Linked DNA regions of Zea mays: region 2 is linked to region 1. The links are chromatin contacts, called in public Hi-C maps. All regions are on one chromosome and are shown on one strand. Each heading gives the region's core, a stretch centred on a gene start, on an enhancer-like site or on the middle of the called end of the contact. The rest is flanking DNA. Distances are from core to core; before and after follow the strand shown.

Region 1 (5,100 bases), core at 867-3,366:
CTTCTCCAAGTAACATATTTACTGAGAGACACCTGAGGCTCTGGCAGTGTGGCTCTCATACACCATAAGAATCTTTCACAACAGAGTTATCAGTAGAATAGACAGAAGATAATCCTAAGTTCCTAACTGTTTCCATGTAGTACAATTACAACCAAAGGATGAAGTGGATGGATGCAAAACATTTTTAAAATGTTAGGCAATATGGCATTCGTGAACATCATCAGTTAAGTTAAAAAACGAAATAGAAATATTTTATCTACTAATGACCAAAATCTGGGATCCCCCCCCCCCCCACACACACAGCAATTGGTTCTTCTAATGACATGTATCTACAATTCGGTCGATTACAGTTGGCCTTTCAAAAATTCTCAATTGGTTCCCATGAAATGTGTATGTACAATTTATGCAGTAGCTTTTGATCTTCTTCCACTGAAGATTTCTAAACATCAACACATGCCACATGTATGAAGATAGGCAAGTTGAAATAAGACTATGAACAAAAATAGAACCAGGATGTGATCCTTCCGATCCTTAATTAGTGCCTTGGTTCTTTCTATGCCATAGTATTGTAATATGTTACTAATCAGTCATTTCTTGCTGCTTTGTGCCTTTGTCTCTAATTCTTTTATCAGAAAATTCAAATCTCATGGTTAACATGGCTTGTTCTTGTTGTGTCATCTTTCCCACCCATTTCCTGTTAAATTTGTCTAACTCCTGATTGGGTAAGGCCGTAAGGGCAATGTGGGTATGGACAAATTGGATAAGGGTGGAAGCATGGAATCGATGTTCAAATAAGGGTGGATACTATAGTGTGGTACCATAGCTCATGAGCCCAGTTTAGCAAAGAGTTGGTTTAGAAAATAGAATTGGTTTGTTAGAAAAGGAGAGTCCAAATCTATAAGGATTCCTTCTCTAGTTTGTTCGATGGCGAAGTCCTCTAAGGACTATAAATATATCGGCAATGTAACTATTTTAAGGTATGAAAGACAATTATCTTGCTTGGCCCAAGGGCCATCTTTAACGCCTCTTTCTCGTTCGTCTACTCCTTGTGTGTGACTATGGCTCTTGTGCGCCGCTTGGGGTATACGCCCTGCCATCAATCTCCTATCCATATAACTTACACTGCCACAATATGCATTACCATCTATCATTTTAAAACTAATTTATTAGATTGGCTGTGTATGGCCATGGACATCCGACCTGTGCCTGTGGTGTGTGTGTGTGCACCTATAGAAACATGTGTGCCGCCTATCCCAAATGGATGAAAACGAGCTTTCTGATTGGCTGATTAGGCCTGGTCATACTCATACATGTGTCAGACACATAGCAGTGCTCCTGATTTATCTATGCAATATGCCTACTGAGAAATGTGGAAAATACCTGAGGCTCTCAAACAATGTAAGAAACATTTCACGACAGAGCTATCTGCGGAAGTGATAAACAAGTAAAATCCTAAATTGTGCTCATGCGGTAGTACAACGGAAGGATAAGATGATAATACAACAGTCAAACATTTCAAAATATTCAGAATATTCAGGACATTCGCCATCATCACCGGGCAAATTTCAAAACAGAACAGAAAAAACAGCAGCATAGTGTTCAGCTCGTGTTCCATCAATACCAGAAGTCCAGAACATTCAGGACCGCACATTGTGGCCATCTTATTGGAACCAAATCAGAGGCAGCCGAGAGTTCGAGAGGACCTGAGACGCGCGGATCACTCGGCCTGGGTGTCGGCAGCGGCGAGCTCCTGCTGCTGGAGGCGCTCGAGCGCCTTCTGGTGCGCCCACGTCTCGATTGTAAGGTCGGGCTTCGCGTTGAGGCCGACGCCGAGGATGACGACGGTGAGGAAGGAGGTCACGTAGCAGGGCAGCTCCCAATCCTCCCACTTGCGAGATTCCCCCGGAGGCGGCGGCGGCCGGTTGAAGAGGTACCCCTTGGGGCGCTCCTCGTGACCTGGGGTCGTCCACCGCCCGGCCCCCTCGCCGCCGCCGCCGCGAACGCGCGCTGCCCCGCGCAGCCGTGCCCGCAGCATACCATTAACCGCCGACGACATCGCCCGCATCGGTGCGCGTCGAGATCGGAGAGGGGGGAAGAATTCGTCGATTTGGGTGCTTGTCGAGGACTCGAGGTTCGTTGCGCTGTGGAGACTGGCTGCGAGTTGGCCGGAGCCTGGAGGCGCTGAAAATGGGCTGGGCTTGGTTTGGGAGCGCTGGGCTGGGCTTAGCAGAAACTGCAGTTATTTTATGAGCTATTTTATGAGCTAGAATTGGTCTTTACGATTTGCTTGGATCTTGTAAGTAGCTTTCTCCTTCTCAAAAAGGAAAAAACATTTCCCCTTTTCCCATTGAAATGGATTCCTTCTTTCCTTTTCCTTTTGCATTGACTTTTCTTTTCAAAATCATATATTCGGTTTCGTTCATAGTTTTTCTATACACTATACTAATACAAAGAGACAATTCCTTATTTGACACTAGTAAAGTTCTTGGTTCATTTCTTGACCTTTAAAATATAAATCTTCTATATTTAACACTGTATGTAAATTTAGTTCACTACATTATATTAACTTTTATGTGAAAAATATGAGTTTACTCCTATTTAATATTATCCCAATAATTATCAGTGACAAATTTGGTCATTTTTATGGCTCCCACCTATCCACTTTAATCTATCGTGGTCTTTTGTGATCATTGTTGTCTGGTGATAATCCTTAGTATATTGACTTTGTGAAGGGCACATCTGAGTGTCCAATTTTTTATGTCTAATCTTGGTTCTCTTCGTTATTTTCTTGGGATCGAGGTCTCCTCCACGCCTGAAGGCTTCTATCTATCTCAAAAAGTACATTCAGAGGCTTCATGATTATGCTTCTCTTACTAACCACCATACCTTTGAGACTCCCATGGAGCTTAATATTTATCTTAGTGCCACTGATAGTGAGCCTCTTATTGATCCTATCCTATCCGCTATCGTCACATGGTTTGAAGTCTTGTTTATCTTTGGTGTCACTAATATTTATGTTTTTATGTTTCTTGTTCTTGGCATATTCTTAGTCAATTTTGCGGCCTCCACTCTGCTCGACTATAGTCACCTTTGTGAGAAGGTCCAGTTAGTGATACAGATCATTAATTTACATTTTAAACACCTCAATAGCGCAGCCAGATATGACATCATGAATCTCTGGCATATACCTGAATAAAATGGTTAAAAATAACAAACAGGAATGAACCTACAGAACTTCTCCATAATTCTAATTGCAAGTTCGCGTACAGCAATGTCATGAGTTGATGTAATTATAAATCTGAGTCACTAACGTGAGAAGGTCCAGTTAGTGATACAGATCATTAATTTACATTTTAAACACCTCAATAGCGCGGCCAGATATGACATGATGAATCTCTGGCATATACCTGAATGAAATGGTTAAAAGTAACAAATAGGAATGAGCCTACAGAACTTCTCCATAATTCTAATTGCAAGTTCGCATAGCACTTTGAACATATGACCAAGTGTAGAACTCCTTTCCTCACACCACAAAAAGCATGATCCTTAGAACTGGATTATTCAGAACATTTGAATTTAGACAATATTAGACAGTCAAACAAATATCATGTACTCCCCTCCGTCCCGAAATATAGTTTTTTAACCCATTTTTTCTATCCACATTCATTCAAATGATACTAAATATAGACATACATGCAAACTGCATTCATATGTTACTTAATGAATATAAAATTAGTCTAAAACGAATTATATTTTGTAATGGAGGGAGTACATTATTGCAGCAGAATCATTATAAAATCACAAAGCAAACCACATTTGAACAATCAAACATACGAATTCAGATTTATAAAATTATTATAGCAAACCACACCAGTCCCTGCAGAAGCTTAAATGCTGTTGGGATTGCTTATTATTAACACATTTCAATATTTCACAAAAGAATCACCCCTTTATTCTGATAGATACACACGTAATACAACTGTGCCACTTAAATCTACTGAACATCCACTGACTGCCAGTCATGGAAAGACAGATTATCGATGGTTGATGGCCGGAAGAGGATAGGGTTAACATTCCAGCCCTTCAGGCTTCCTCTCGCCCATCTCATCCTCACGTTGTCAATCTCCAGACCGGAGATATGCTCCAGCATCATGCCACCAGTCTTGTGCTTCACCATCTCCTGGCACCCAGGCCTGTAATCATAGAGCCCTCCCGTGTAGTTTGTCCAACGCTTGTAGGTAAGGTCTATGTTCTTGAATTTCAGGTTGCGGAGCAGCCCATGCTTAGATCCAGCCAGAAAAACTCCATTTTCTGATACCGATGAGATGTTGATGAATCTTATGTCTGAAATGGCGCCTTCTTTTGAATCTGGGTGCCTTGGGCAAGTTGTGATATAGATTGGTTCGGCTCTTCCCCACCATAAAGGATGGTAGTACCTGGTCCTCATTTTAATGTTTGAAAACACCACATCATTCACATTCCCTGTAAAAGGTAAACTGTTAGTGTGTCATTCACATTCAACAGATATTTGCTTTACTGACAATCGTAGGTTGCAGGTTAGTACCTCCATCCCGGATCTGCATCCCAAGTCCTCGATGTGAATCAACTATTGTAATGTTGTCAAAAACCAGTCTTTTGAAGTCGAAGAAGCTTGCACTTCCAAACTTGATAGCACAAGATTTAGTCCGCATCCAACAGTTTGTTGCCGTCAAGTTATAAACTGGTCCAGTTGTCGACTTTGGGCTTATAGCATCGTCTCCGGTGTCTATGTGGCAATCAGTTATGACAGTGTTGTTAGAATCCTCAATGTCAATGCCATCATTGTTGGGAGTTTTAAAATCTCCAAATATCGACACATTGTGGATGACTGTGTTGTCACATCTGACAAGGTGAAGACTGCGAGCAATGCAAGTGTAGAGCCTGTTAATTTTGCCAAAGTACACTGACAAATAAACACTGTCTACTTCTGATCATCATATGTCCTAATAAGTAGGAAAACATATCAGGACAAGTTATTTCACACAACCGCAAGAACAAAAATGGTAGAGAGAAAAGGTTGTTGATTCTAGCATCGTTGGAATGGAATAATCAGGCAGGTTT
Region 2 (5,100 bases), core at 979-3,478, 240 kb after region 1:
GATCCAAACATGTTGGTCAAAGAAAGCTCAGGCTTCACTTCGTTAGTTGTTTACTCCAAATCTACAGCAAACATGCGGTTCAGCACCTCAAGTTTCTTGACCTTTGGCTCAAAACAAAAAAAGAAAAATGTTACACGAGTGAGTTGACACCACACTAGCTGTTGGTCAAAGAGACACAATTATGCTGCCGATCTTGTTTTGAGGACCCTGCACTTGAGCACTCTATCTTGCACGTAAAACCCCGGCGTCACCATTATCTTCACTTGACAAGGACTCTGCACCGGCTGCCTGTCATGCAGGATGTCTTCCATGTACAGCTCATCAAATGCGCGGCCGTCTTGGACGCGCAGGATCGTCAGCGGCGGGCCGAAGGAGAAGGCCAGCAGGTGGAGCAGCCAGACGCACTTGGCGGCGACGAAGAAGCACTGAAGCAACTGCTCGGGCCACGGCCGGGACCAGGCAAGCGTCGCCACGACGACGCTCATCTTCCGGTCGCAGAAACGGCTGAAGTCCTCGCTGTAGTACTTGGTGCCCTTCCGCAGAACCTCGTTCCAGCTAAGGTTGCGCAGCGCCACGAAGGCTGCGAAGCTCTGCCGGCTGTCTTCCGCCGGGTCGAGGCACCTCGGCGAGCCGTTCCGCTGGAACGCGGGGTTCTCGAAGTCCTGGAACATGACCTGGTTCATGATCGCCTCAAGATGGTACAGCACGGCCTTCGAGCAGTGTTTGCTGACGCTGCCGCTGCTGAGCGCGAGCTGGTACGGGCGAAGGAGCAGGTTCAGCTTGTCGGACAGGCCGTCACTGGACTCTTCGTTCACCTGCTGGATCAGCGCCTTGCAGAGCTGCTTCACAGAGAGCCGCGCCTCCGACGCGATCTGCAAGAAGCCTTCCACCATCACCTCGTGGCTCACCGGCATCGAGAGCTCTCGGCTGGGTTCGATCGATTTCGTCGGTCTCCGGGAGACGGACGGCGAGTTGGTGGCCTGCCGCAGTGCCTTCTTGAGCTCCGAGCAGTACGCTTCCACGCTCACCAGCTTGGTGGCCAGCTCCCCCAGCGACGACCTCACCTCGGCAGCTTCGTGCAGGGCGGCGTCCCGGTGCGCGTTGGCCTCCGCGAGCTCTTTCTTGAGGGACTCCATAGATAGCGCCCCCCACTCGGTCAGCAGCTGCGGCATGTTGCCGCGCTCGATGGCCGTCGGCGACGTCATCTCCGGTGGCTTGGCTTTCTTTCTCGACTTGGGGAAGAGCCACGAGAGGATCTGCGGCGGCCCTCCTTGCTTCGTCCGCGAGTGCGCCGATGGGGGTGGCACCCTGGTGCCGCTGATCGTGGCGGGCCGGAACGCGTTGCCGCACGTCGCCGGTGGCAGGTTCAGCTCGGACGTGTAGGCCACCCGGCCGGCGGACGGCAGGAAGCGGTCGGCCGACGGCGCCGAGTGCATGAAGGCGGGGTGGATCTTGTACGCCGTGCCTCTGTTCCGAAGACGGTGGTCGTTGGAGGAAGGGAAGAACACGTCGCTGTTGGAGGACGAGAAGGCTTGGAGGCCGTCGTAATCGGACAAGGCCGCGTCGTCGCTGCCACCCTGATCCAGGGCGACCCCAGTCCAGTTTTCCGACCGGCTTCGGTTGTCCGGGCAAATGTGGTTCGGTGCAACGGCTGCTACGTGCTCCTCGTCGTCGTAGGCCTGGCCGAGCCCGGCAAGCAAGCAAGAGACAACATTGTCAGTTGCCGTGAGCTCGAGCCTCGAGGCCTTAAGGTCGCACACTCCCACAGTCCCACATATAGCTAACACGTGTTAAGAAACTAGCTCACCGGAGTAAAAACTGGGTACTCCTCGTCTGCTGCTCTGGAGCGCGCGGGGGACGCGAGTGGCGGGAGGCGAATGACGGCCGGGCTGCGGCTGGCGGCGCGGGCATTGGGCGCGCCGCGCTGGATGAGGGCGGCGTGAAGCTGGCGCAGCTCGACGGCCTTGGCGATGGCCGCCTGCACGTCCTGGCGCGACGCCGGGGCGCCGGACGTGGAAGGCGCAGCGGGGGCAAAGGCCTCCTCGCCCCCGGCGGCGACCACGGCCATGGCGACGGTGGAGGGTCAAAGGCTGCCTGCCCCTTTGGCTCCAAAGCTGCTGCTGCTGGGAAATGGGAAGGGAGGGGATTCTTGCCTTCTTGGGAATCTGAAACGCTGTGAGCGAAGGAAGCAAGGAATTGGCGAACAGTAGCCGAGCCGAGAGAGGGTGGTGGTGGCCTGGTGGGTGAAATCTGAAATGGTGGAGGCCTGTAGGGAACAACCCATTTGAAGAGATTGATAGTACATGCAGCGTCAATTGGGTAAATCTTGAAATCCTTTTCTCTGGACTACGGCTTGCAAAGACAACTGCTTATATTTGAATTTGAGAGACGGAAATAATCCCTCGTTTGAAACACAATTGTTTTTACTCCTGTATATCTGAATAGTATGTAAATTTGGAACTATTTTGTCATCACACAAAGTAACATTATGCTTACTGTTATTATTGTCTGGAGTAGTAGTTGTTGGCAGTTGGGGATGGGCCAAACAGTGGTCATGCTCCTCTCTTCCCCATTGGTTATAAGACCAGCTGAGTTAATGAACCTGCTGTAGTGATGCCAATGCCCTGCAGGCTCTCCTGCACGGCTGCATGTTTGTTTGCCTGTTTGTTTTACTGGGGTCAGCCAATTAGGGTTGCCGAAGCCTGGATTAAGGTCCCAAAATATATACTTAGAGGGTATTTGTGTGGGATTATAATCTACCCAGATTATATAATTCACCAAATTTTGAACTAAACGTTAGTTTAAAATTTGTTGGATTATATAATCTGGTTAGATTATAATACCAAACAAACGCCACCTTACTCTTTTTCTTACAAAATCTGAAAGCCATTTGCCTTCAATTTGGCACCTGGTGAAGTTCACCAATTGAGAGGCCCCTGCAAACTGCAATCACCTGCCACACTAGTGCACTACAGAGCGTATTACAATTCTTTTCTCCATAACAAAAAGTCCATTTGACAGACATTCTTATTGTTCCTCAAAGAGCTCCAAAGTCTTTCTTGATTTGTCTAATGGATGGGGAGGATCTCAAGGAGCCTGTTCTTCCTGGCACTGTCTTGAATCCAGTGATTAGTCAAAAAGGTTACTGCAAAAGGTTAACAAGATCCTAAGCCAGCAGTGTAAGTTAAATTAGAACCTCAGAACAGGGTTAGTTCACATAGCAGATGCGAGGCTCAAGGTCCTAGCTAGCTGCATGCATGGCCAATAATGCAAAAGAAGTTTCACGGATCACAAGTCCGGATAGGTTAAAGTGGTAGGTTAATCATGGTCACCTTTAGTCCTTTACCAGACGATGCAAAAAAAAAATGTGAGCAGTTGTAGACAAACATTATCAGAGATCAGCGATTTGGAAAAGCCCGGTTAGAGACAACAGAACCAACAAAAAGGTAGCATATCATTTCTCTTCCCCTTTGCAACTTTGAGGACTTTTACAGTGGGCCTAGCCAGATGGACCTTACTAGCGTTAGGGCATCCACAATGATTTTTTTTCAAATAATACCAACTTTTAGCATATAGCTCATGATATGAATAGCTTTATGTGGCACTTTTGTTAAATATGTATATGAGACTATCTTTTGGTTAAAAGCTAGTTTTTCTCTTTCTTATGTTAAGATATAAAACAATATGCTTTGAGCTAGCTAGCTTATAAGGCTATTTCCAGTGAAACTTTATTTGAGTTCCATCTTTTATTAAATATCACACCACATAAATAAGTATGATGACATGACAAAAAATTAATAAGGAGAGAGATATTTTCGTGGGAGGTGGGAGAGTTTCATCTAAAAAAACTCAAGATAGACAATTTCATACAAAAAAAGATGTGATATTTTTGAAAACATTAGGGTGCTACTTTGAACTGTGAATAGCCTAAATTACTGTTGCAGGTACTCTAACGCTCTCTCCAATCATTCCTCGTATAGGTTTCCCCTTATATGTACTTTCTAATATATTTTACCCCCCCCTCCCTAAAAGATTCTCCCATTATATATAGTTTGTCTCAAACTATTTCTCCTATACATCTTCCCTATGCATTATAACTCAATTAATTAATTGAAAGGGAATTAGGCTTACACCTAGTTCCTAAATAATTTTGGTGGTTGAATTGCCCAACACAAATAATTGGACTAACTAGTTTGCCCAAGTGTGTAGATTATACAGGTGTAAAAGGTTCACCCTCAGCCAATAAAAAGACCAAGTTTTGGATTCAATAAAGGAGCAAAGGGGCAACCGAAGGCACCCCTGGTCTGGCGCACCGGACTGTCCGGTGTGCCACCGGACAGTGAACAGTACCTGTCCGGTGCACCAGGGGACTCAGACTCAAACTCGCCACCTTCGGGAATTTCCAGGGTGACTCGGCTATAATTCACCGGACTGTCCGGTGTACACCGGACAGTGTCCGGTGTACACCGGACAGTGTCCGGTGTACACCGGACAGTGTCTGGTGCGCCAAGGGAGGTCGGCCTCAGGAACTCGCCAGCTTCGGGAAACGCCAACGGCTAGCCCGCTAAAATTCACCGGACTGTCCGGTGTGCACCGGACTGTCCGGTGCGCCTCCGAAGCAACGGTCATCTCCGCGCCAACGGCTCTCTGCCGCGCATTTAATGCGCCCTCTGCGCGCGCAGAAGTCAGAATCGCCCATGCTGGCACACCGGACATCAAACAGTACCTGTCCGGTGTGCACCGGACACCCAGGCGGGCCCACAAGTCAGAAGCTCCAACGGTCAGAATCCAACGGCAGTGATGACGTGGCAGGGGGCACCGGACTGTCCGGTGTGCACCAGACAGCCTCCCAACGGCCACTTTTGGTGGTTGGGGCTATAAATACCCCAACCACCCCACCATTCATTGCATCCAAGTTTTCCACTTCTCAACTACTACAAGAGCTCTAGCATTCAATTCTAGACACACCAAAAAGATCAAATCCTCTCCAATTCCACACAAAGCCCTAGTGACTAGTGAGAGTGATTTGCCGTGTTCATTTGAGCTCTTGCGCTTGGATTGCTTCTTTTCTTTCTCACTTGTTCTTGTGATCAAAACTCC

What was found. A called contact is a pair of places that touch in the nucleus more often than the background predicts.
Region 2: a Hi-C map of leaf shows a contact between it and region 1, with 3 times the contacts expected there. The contact joins the promoter of LOC100279200 here to the promoter of LOC100276139 in region 1. A contact is called at or near these places in 4 of 25 Hi-C or Micro-C datasets (ear, leaf and tassel).

The regions. Positions count from the first base shown.
Region 1 is chr7:138,176,776-138,181,875 of Zm-B73-REFERENCE-NAM-5.0, forward strand. It overlaps LOC100276139, which reads right to left and starts at 2,117. Exons shown (of 1, transcript NM_001149999.1): 1 at 1,496-2,117. The coding sequence starts at 2,065. The coding sequence ends at 1,718. LOC100282589 (polygalacturonase) reads right to left here. Exons shown (of 3, transcript NM_001155497.2): 2 at 4,565-4,896; 3 at 3,771-4,482. The coding sequence ends at 3,995.
Region 2 is chr7:138,421,648-138,426,747 of Zm-B73-REFERENCE-NAM-5.0, forward strand. LOC100279200 (IRK-interacting protein) reads right to left here and starts at 2,229. Exons shown (of 2, transcript NM_001152224.1): 1 at 1,808-2,229; 2 at 1-1,679. The coding sequence starts at 2,068. The coding sequence ends at 180. LOC103632934 reads left to right here. Exons shown (of 4, transcript XM_008654643.4): 4 at 1-25.